Regions from separate parts of the Anas platyrhynchos genome. Here region 2 is linked to region 1. A link is a contact called in public Hi-C data. All regions are on one chromosome and are shown on one strand. The core of a region is the stretch at or near the end of the contact, and the rest is flanking DNA. Distances in the headings are between cores, read along the strand shown.

Region 1 (3,719 bases), core at 544-3,043:
TAGTGTAAGTTTAGGATACTGAGAAGTAGCCAAAGCGGTGGCTTACTTTCTCAAATTCTGGGCTGTTTACTAGCAGCAAATGCATTTCTGGGAGCATCTCTGCATGGTGTGTGCCCTGGCCAGTGTTGTGGTTAATGTGCCAAGCAGCTACTGACCTGTAAGTGCAGCTTTTCTCCTGTTTTCCGCTACATGGGCATTAAGCTTTACAGCTTAATTCACAGTATGTGAATGAATATATGAAGCTCATAGGTGGTTGCAAGGTGAGGTCCTTACAAACAGGAACTTCCTAAGATTTCATTCTTTTTCACCTTCATCCCTGAAACATTTGGGCTCTGCTGAAAATCAAGTTCCAGAGGTTAAAATATTCCACTTGCGTTTGGGGCTGAAGCTGTCTTCAGATCACTCTCCTGCTTTTAGAATGCAATTCTTGCTTTGATCAGCAGTGCTAAGCAATCAGGAGCAATGCCAATGCTCCGCAGGTCCAAGATTGCCATAGGTTCCCCATGTACTAGCTGTCTGGCAGAGGGAAAGCAGGGGAGGCAAGAACTTCGAAGGAAGAGAAAAATCATATTTTGCTTCCCAGTGGGTTTGTCCAGAAAAATAAACAGCCAGGTACTTGGGAAAGCAGACAAAAAATGTACTTCAAAGCGTAGAAAGAGCATACCTTTAGCTCTCATGTATGACTCAGATGGCGTGTACTTTTGTGACAGGACTCAGTCACAGCATGCTTTTGTGTGCTTTAACACTGTATTTCTGGTGTTCACAAAGCCTTTCGAAAAGAAAGCAAATCAGTATCAGTGGACAGAATTAAAGCCTTGAAAATGTATGCTTCATTTATAGAGCCTTATGTGAGTCTCACATGAGTTACCCAGGCAAAAGTGTTTCTCCAAGTGGAATGTGAGAAAGCAGCATCTCTTGGAAGTGTGATCTTCCTGTAAGAAGTACTAACTTCTGCCTTTACGTCCAAGTTCATTCTGATGCAGTGGGAGGTAGGAAGATGGTTTTAAAACTATGCTGGGGGTTTCTAAACTACTTTCTACATAATTTTTTGCCCACTTTATCAAAAAGCTTGTGATGGTCATAATCAGACACAGGACAGTGGCCCAAATAAACCTGGCTCAACCTAGTGTGAAGATTTCTGTGTTTCCAGCCCATTTCTCCTAGAATCAACCAATTTTTGTAAAAGAGGTGTCCTAATTCTAGTGTAGTACTAAAAAGGCAGGGTAATCTTCATTTAAATGAATAGATTGGCTCTTGAGTTACACTAGGAAGTGGATGATAAATGAAATGGAAGTGGCTCCATGGGATTTTGTTATTAATAAATACTGTGTGCATGTATGTGGTCTCTGTTTTGTTTTATGTTAAACACAACAACAACAGATCCAGAAGTGGATCTATTGGCAGCTCCTTTTCCTGGAAGCAGTTAGACTTTTCAAGGTAACTGTTTTTGAACTTCACCAAAAGCCTTTATAATTTAATGGCAGAAAGTCTAGCAAATGTAGCAGTATTTCCCGTAGATGGTATTCATTGCGTGTCTTAACGTGCACGCAGTGCAGCTGCAGGGCATGACAGTTCTTCCTCTTTGTGGCTGTTTTGGGTAGAGCTTGCCAAGCTCCAGTTTTCTGTCTTTGTACTTTTTTTTTGTTTTTTAGCTGAATGTCACACTAGGCCACATGGGACAAATATTTCCCGATTTATAAAAATTGCTGGGAATTGCTAGCAAGGGGTCAGTAGGCTCTTGTGGTTCTTTTCAGCAGTGCACGTGCTCCATCTACAGGTCAAAGAATCTGCTAATAAGGTCATTCATTATTCAGCCTGTTGAGATTGCCTTCCTGCAGTGTAGCGATAAAGGGACAACGCAGCTAAAGAGCTACCGCTGAGCCCACCAGTGTCAGCCTGAGTAACCAGCGTCCAGCTGAAAGTTGGGTCACCTACCAAAAGGTAGCTTTTGGGGAGAAAGAATTTGGCTTGTTTCTTAATGAGAAAAGGTAAAAGTGCTGCATGGAAAGGAGTGGGGTGGCTGCAGGGATTAAAAAAAAAAAAAAAAAAAAAAAAGCTGTAGAAGTTAACAACAAATGCTCTCGTGAGGGGAAGGATGAGTGTGCTGTTACCATGTGTGAGCTTAGGTTGGCAACTGGAAGATGATTTCCATTACTGTCAGTGTGCTGAGGTTCGAACAGCTTCCCAGTAGTGGGATGGAGGAGTAAGAAATCTAAACCTCAATTTAAAGTGATCTGGGTAAATCTGGGAATGGGGATTTTTGCAATAACAGTTGTGGCATTCAGGTACCGGGTTTGGTGACTCGGGTGGTACCTTTCAAGCCAGCAGTCCACCGTGCTGAGGCACAAAATTAAAATGCAGACATAAAGCCTCCTACTTTTTCTTTTTTTAAAAAGATGCAAGTCAAATGGCCTGTGAAAACAAAACAGCGTGTTCTTACGTGGGTCTGGACAGATCAACAGCAGTGAAGAGTTTTCTCCTATAACCTTGCCAGCGTGCCTCCGTTCTCAGCTAGAGACACGTTGCTGGGGTAAGAGCATAATTCGGTCAGCATGTCTATTAATTGGCCTTCGTGGCTGCCAGTATAGCAGCTGATAAGGCCTTATTTAATGAGAGAGAAGCAGAGTCTTGAACGGATCTTAAATGCCGTTCAATTTAGGGACAAGAAGTAGTACGTTGAGAGAAAAGTTCTTAACCCGTTTACATTTGTTACTAGGTGAGGGTGGCAATTTTAAAAATAAAACCAGGGTACTCCCTGTGTGTGTGCTGTATGTAGAAAGAGTCCTAGTGGTGTGCTGTAGTTCCTCTGCTGGTAGCACTCCTAGCTTTATTGGTCTGATGCAATACATGGAAAGCAGCTGACGATTTTAAGCTTTTTTCTTTTTTTTTCTCCTGAAGGGAAAACTCAGTGACTGGTATTTAAGAAGAGTCTGAGGGGGTGGATGGGAAAATCACCAACCCAGTCATGTTAGGTTTTGGTAACTGCGGAAGATAAGGCTGGTGCTCCACAGTAGGTGAAGCAAAGGGCTACTGGTCCAGATGTCTGACACAGCACAGGGGAAGCTCTTGGGACATCAGTGATGTCCTGAGAGCAGAAATGACTCTTGAGAGGGTTTTACAGAATATAATTCTCATCCAATAAGTGCGACTTTGAGGAATGATAGGTTTGGGCTTAATAACAGCATCAAATGCATATATAAATCCTTCACAAGAGCCTACCTCGTTGCTCCAAAATAATGTTATCATATAGCCAATGTCTAGAGCATGCATTAAAAGGATTAAGAACCTGCTAACAAAGTAGCAATAATTAGTGGGAATCCCTATCAAGTAGGTGTTTCAGAATCTTTTTTTTTTTTTTCCTGTAAAGGTTCTGCAGTGATCGGTACTATTCAGTGCTTTCATAAAGGTCTGGAAGTAATTGTGGTGACAGCTGTTTAGCGGCAGTGAATCATACACAGCAATGCAGATTTCTTGGGGCCTCTTTCTGGAAGGGAACAAAAATATATAAAAAAAAAAAAAGCATTTCAGTAAAGCAAATTAGAGATTACACATCTAGGAATAAGACACACAAGGACTTCCTAGAAATAGGAAACTACATTCTTGAGTCAAAAAAAAAAAAAAAAGGATTTAGTGATTGTAGCAGACAAGCAATTCAAAAGAAATTCTCAGTAGGACAGGCAGAAAGCCTCCTGTTGTGCTGGAAGATACAAAAGGCAAAT
Region 2 (3,719 bases), core at 812-3,311, 430 kb before region 1:
CTGGTAGAGGACTGCATTCCCAGTGTGGAAGGAACCCCAGTAGCACAAAAATGCCTCAAGGCAGGTAAGCAGCTGCCACTACATTTCTAAAGATCTGCACCTCCCCTTTAAGGCTACCAGCACACAAGCAGCTGCCCCCACAAAAGCAGGCCTATGCAATCCTTATCAAAGTTCCAGTCCAACAAGATGACACTTCTTCCACTTTTTCTAATAGTTTTCAGCACCTAGCACCCATGTACCATGACCTTCACAGACCTTTTAAAATCTACTCAACCCCCGCAGCGGCCTTCTGTAAAGGAGTTGGAAGAACCCCCTAAGGCAAAGAAACTAGCACAAACAGACAAAAGAAAAGAATAGAAAGGAGCTGAACTGACTCAGATCGCAGAGGCTTATTGAAAAGACTGGGAATAACACCAGACTGTCTGGGTTATGGGCAAGACCAACCAACTCGGTACCAGAAGCCATTCTGGCCTGAGTACAGCGGCCACCAAAGGTGCGTTTATAGACGTAGCCTGGCCACTCTCTCAGTCCTAACCAGCCCTTCATGTGAAATGCATCTTTCAGCCACAAGAATCAAGCTTCCAGAGAAAACAAACAAAACCCCATCTAGTTTTAAGGCCTGACTTCACAGAACAAGCCTAAAGCTAGACCCATCGGTCAAACTAGGCCCAGGGCCCGTTCCCCAGCAAGGCGCAGGGAGCAGCTATCTGCCAGCTGCTCACACGTCTGCACAGCACACCCATCCCACACACCCACACCTGTGCACTCAACATTCAGCAAAGCAAACAGGCTTCTTAAAGAAAAGGGCCTCTTAGCCAGTCAGCTTGTGTCTGAGGCAGCCAGCTCTCAGAGACAACTCTTTCCAGACCTGCTGCTGTATTCCACCTGACATCAGGTAGGCTTCTTGTTCTGCCTGACACCTATTTTAAAAGTGCTTAGCTTTGGCCTATAAAAGTCATCAAGGTTTCAAGGCAGGATATGATTTAAAGTATGTCTGCACAGGTCATTCTTCCTCCCTATCCCCATGTAACCTTGAATTCAGCTTGCTTGTAATACAGTTGCCCCTACTGGCAGTGCTCTGACTTGAGCTAAGGAGTCATAATGTGTTGTTCGGATGTACATCATGTTCTGAATGGTCAGCAAAATGCTCTGCTGATACAAGGTTTCTCCAGAATAGCACTAGGCATTTAAATGCTGCTTCAGGAAATCTGAGAATGAGAACAATTTTAGAATGAACACGCACACAAAAAAGGAAACAACTCTAAAAACAGTGCCCTTCTTACAAAGCACGTCTGTCAAGAGCTACAGCATCTTAGGTTTTTTGACAAGAATAAATTGGAGGGCCTATATTTTGCTCCTTTCAATGCTGTACACAGTTTTGGAAGAGAGTCACCTTCTGCCAAACACTCGGTAAACGTGCAGTGATGTTATGGGAGACATGAAAGGAAACACCCAGGATTCCACAACAACTTCACAGCCTGTCCATGAGGAAAGGTAACTCAGGGACACGTGGCAGTATCTGCCCTCTCGCCATGAAAAAGGGATGGTGCTTCCACTGGGCAGCCTGCATTGATGGTGACTACATACTGCCAAACGGAGTAGCCCAAGCCACATCCTGATCTGGCCCCTCACTTGGGCTTGCACCTCAAAAGCTGCTCTGCCCTCTACAGCAGCGATCAGACGTGGACTCGGCCGCGTGTCATTTGCTGCTAGCACGCAGGCTGCCTGCCTGCTTCGTGTCCTGCACAGGACCTGTGTGAGTCAGCACCTTAAAGGGCTTGCTTCCCTCCATGAATTCCTTCCCAGGCCGTACTACCCAGAGGCAGAGCTGGGATACGAGGCTGACTCCTCTCTTTTAACAGTGAAAGAGGAGGTGTAATTTAGTCAGGGCTGCACTGCTGCCCGAGGCATCTAGCCATGTACACAGAGCGGGCTCCTCTGCAGGCTCTGGCAGCAGAAGCATGGATCTCTGGGGCTGCAGCCAAAGGCTTTAACTGTAACTTCACTCATCTGTGCACAACCTGAACTGTCCAGTCACTAGATGGGGACAGAGTCACATCAGCCTACGTGGGTGACCAGGCTGTGGCAAGAAGCAGCATGCAGAGCAAATGAATTTCAAGCAGAACGACCAGAGGCAGGCCTGTCGCCCAGCTCTGCCAAGGGAGCACCACCCAAGCCCAAGAATCACCGGGCCATAAAAGAGCTACAGCAGCAACAAAGAGACCCTTTAGGAGTTGTTCTTGTGAGTAAGTCAGTCCTGTTAAAAATTTCAGCAAGCAACAGAGACATTCATCCAAGGCACACCATGAGATGAAGCAGACAGGGTTCTGCCAAAAATGTTGCATGAAGGAGGTAGATCTACTGGGAATTAGTGCGCTCCACCTCCCCTGCCTGCCGCGCAGGAGGCTCTTATGCACTGCAACTGCTTGTTCGAGCCCGCTGCAGCTGCTCAGGAAGCCCGAGCTGCCCTGGAGGGGCCAGGCCAAGGCAGCACAGCCGAATGGAGGAACCAAAGGTCTGGGAACTCCCCCTGCACTGGGGTCTCGCCACAGCCGGGAGCAGCTTTGTTGCTCAGCAGCCCAGGCTCCCCAGCAAGCAGCTTGCTTCCTGCCAGGCAGCTAACCCTGCTCACACACAGCTGCCCCTGCCTCAAAGCCTGGCGCTTGCACACTGGCTTAGCTTTTGTGCGGAAGTCATCCAGCTATTTTGCTCTCTTTTACTGGAGAGAATCTCTCCAAGAAACGAGCCCATCTGCCTGAAGGCACTAGCCCAAGGAACAGCTGCGGATCGCTGTGCCACCTTTACTTACTCCTGTTCAGGAATAAAAAGCCCCTGATACACCTCAAAAACTCAGGAGCATCTTGTACTAAAACACAACACAAATGTTAATGTATCCTTACCACACTACAGCAGCTTCTTTCCTCCATTTATAAACAAGAGAAGCTCCTTCAGAGTAGGCAGAGCTGCACTGCCATGTCAGGGCAGGAGCTGGGCCCAGTGTTTGCTGTTCTGTACGGAACCGGGAGCAGCTGACTGGGATACCATGACACCTGGGCTTGCTTTCTGTTGCAGTGAGTAATATTTAACTCTGGTTGAACCACCAAGAAATACCACTGAACGCATTTCTGAATGTGGGAACAATACAGAGAAAAGCAACAATACTGTGAACAAGGCAACAGGGTGCACTTGCACATTTGTGCAGCTTTTCAGATGAATGCCAGATCTGTTTCAAGGACAGGTAAGCACGACTGTCTTGCTATCTAGAAAGTCAGCATCCAGAAGTGAAGCAGATTTCCAGATCTCCTGTCTGTCTATCACAGCATTTTCAGGCAAATGTGTCCCCTGTGCATGTCAGTTGGATCTGAATTAGGTCTGAATAAGCTCCACAGACAGTTAACCAAAGCAGAGCCTTGGCTAGCCAGTGTCAGATACATTAGTCTGTGCTAAGCTGCAAGTAAAGCACACTCATGCCTACCTGCAGCCTGTGCAAATGCTGCTGCAATGATGAGATCAAGCTGTCTTCTGCTTCAGTGCACCACATTTGGTCCCTTCTCTCCCAGACTAAACTTACTCAAGCTCCTTCACTTCTTGCAAATGACCACAACTTTGGCATTTAAACAGATTTTGCTGTAAAACCATGTTGTTCTCCCAGAACTGAAACAAGGATGGGAGACCTCACCTAGCACCAAGTTTTTCTGATGGCACACAGTTATCAATTC

Evidence for each region. A called contact is a pair of places that touch in the nucleus more often than the background predicts.
Region 2: a Hi-C map of subcutaneous adipose tissue shows a contact between it and region 1, with 3 times the contacts expected there. The contact joins two enhancer-like sites. A contact is called at or near these places in 2 of 8 Hi-C or Micro-C datasets (skeletal muscle and subcutaneous adipose tissue).

What each region holds. Positions count from the first base shown.
Region 1 is chr9:17,452,410-17,456,128 of IASCAAS_PekinDuck_T2T, reverse strand. No RefSeq gene overlaps it. Among named protein-coding and RNA genes, the nearest start is that of SAP130, 50 kb to the right of the region's middle. Within about 2 kb of position 1,793, at least 1 of the 8 cell types and tissues checked has an H3K27ac peak or open chromatin away from gene starts, as enhancers often do. A contact at or near this core is called in subcutaneous adipose tissue, where this site is marked.
Region 2 is chr9:17,882,748-17,886,466 of IASCAAS_PekinDuck_T2T, reverse strand. The region is part of intron 3 of OTOS (otospiralin); the gene reads right to left. Among named protein-coding and RNA genes, the nearest start is that of OTOS, 120 kb to the right of the region's middle. Within about 2 kb of position 2,061, at least 2 of the 8 cell types and tissues checked have an H3K27ac peak or open chromatin away from gene starts, as enhancers often do. A contact at or near this core is called in subcutaneous adipose tissue, where this site is marked.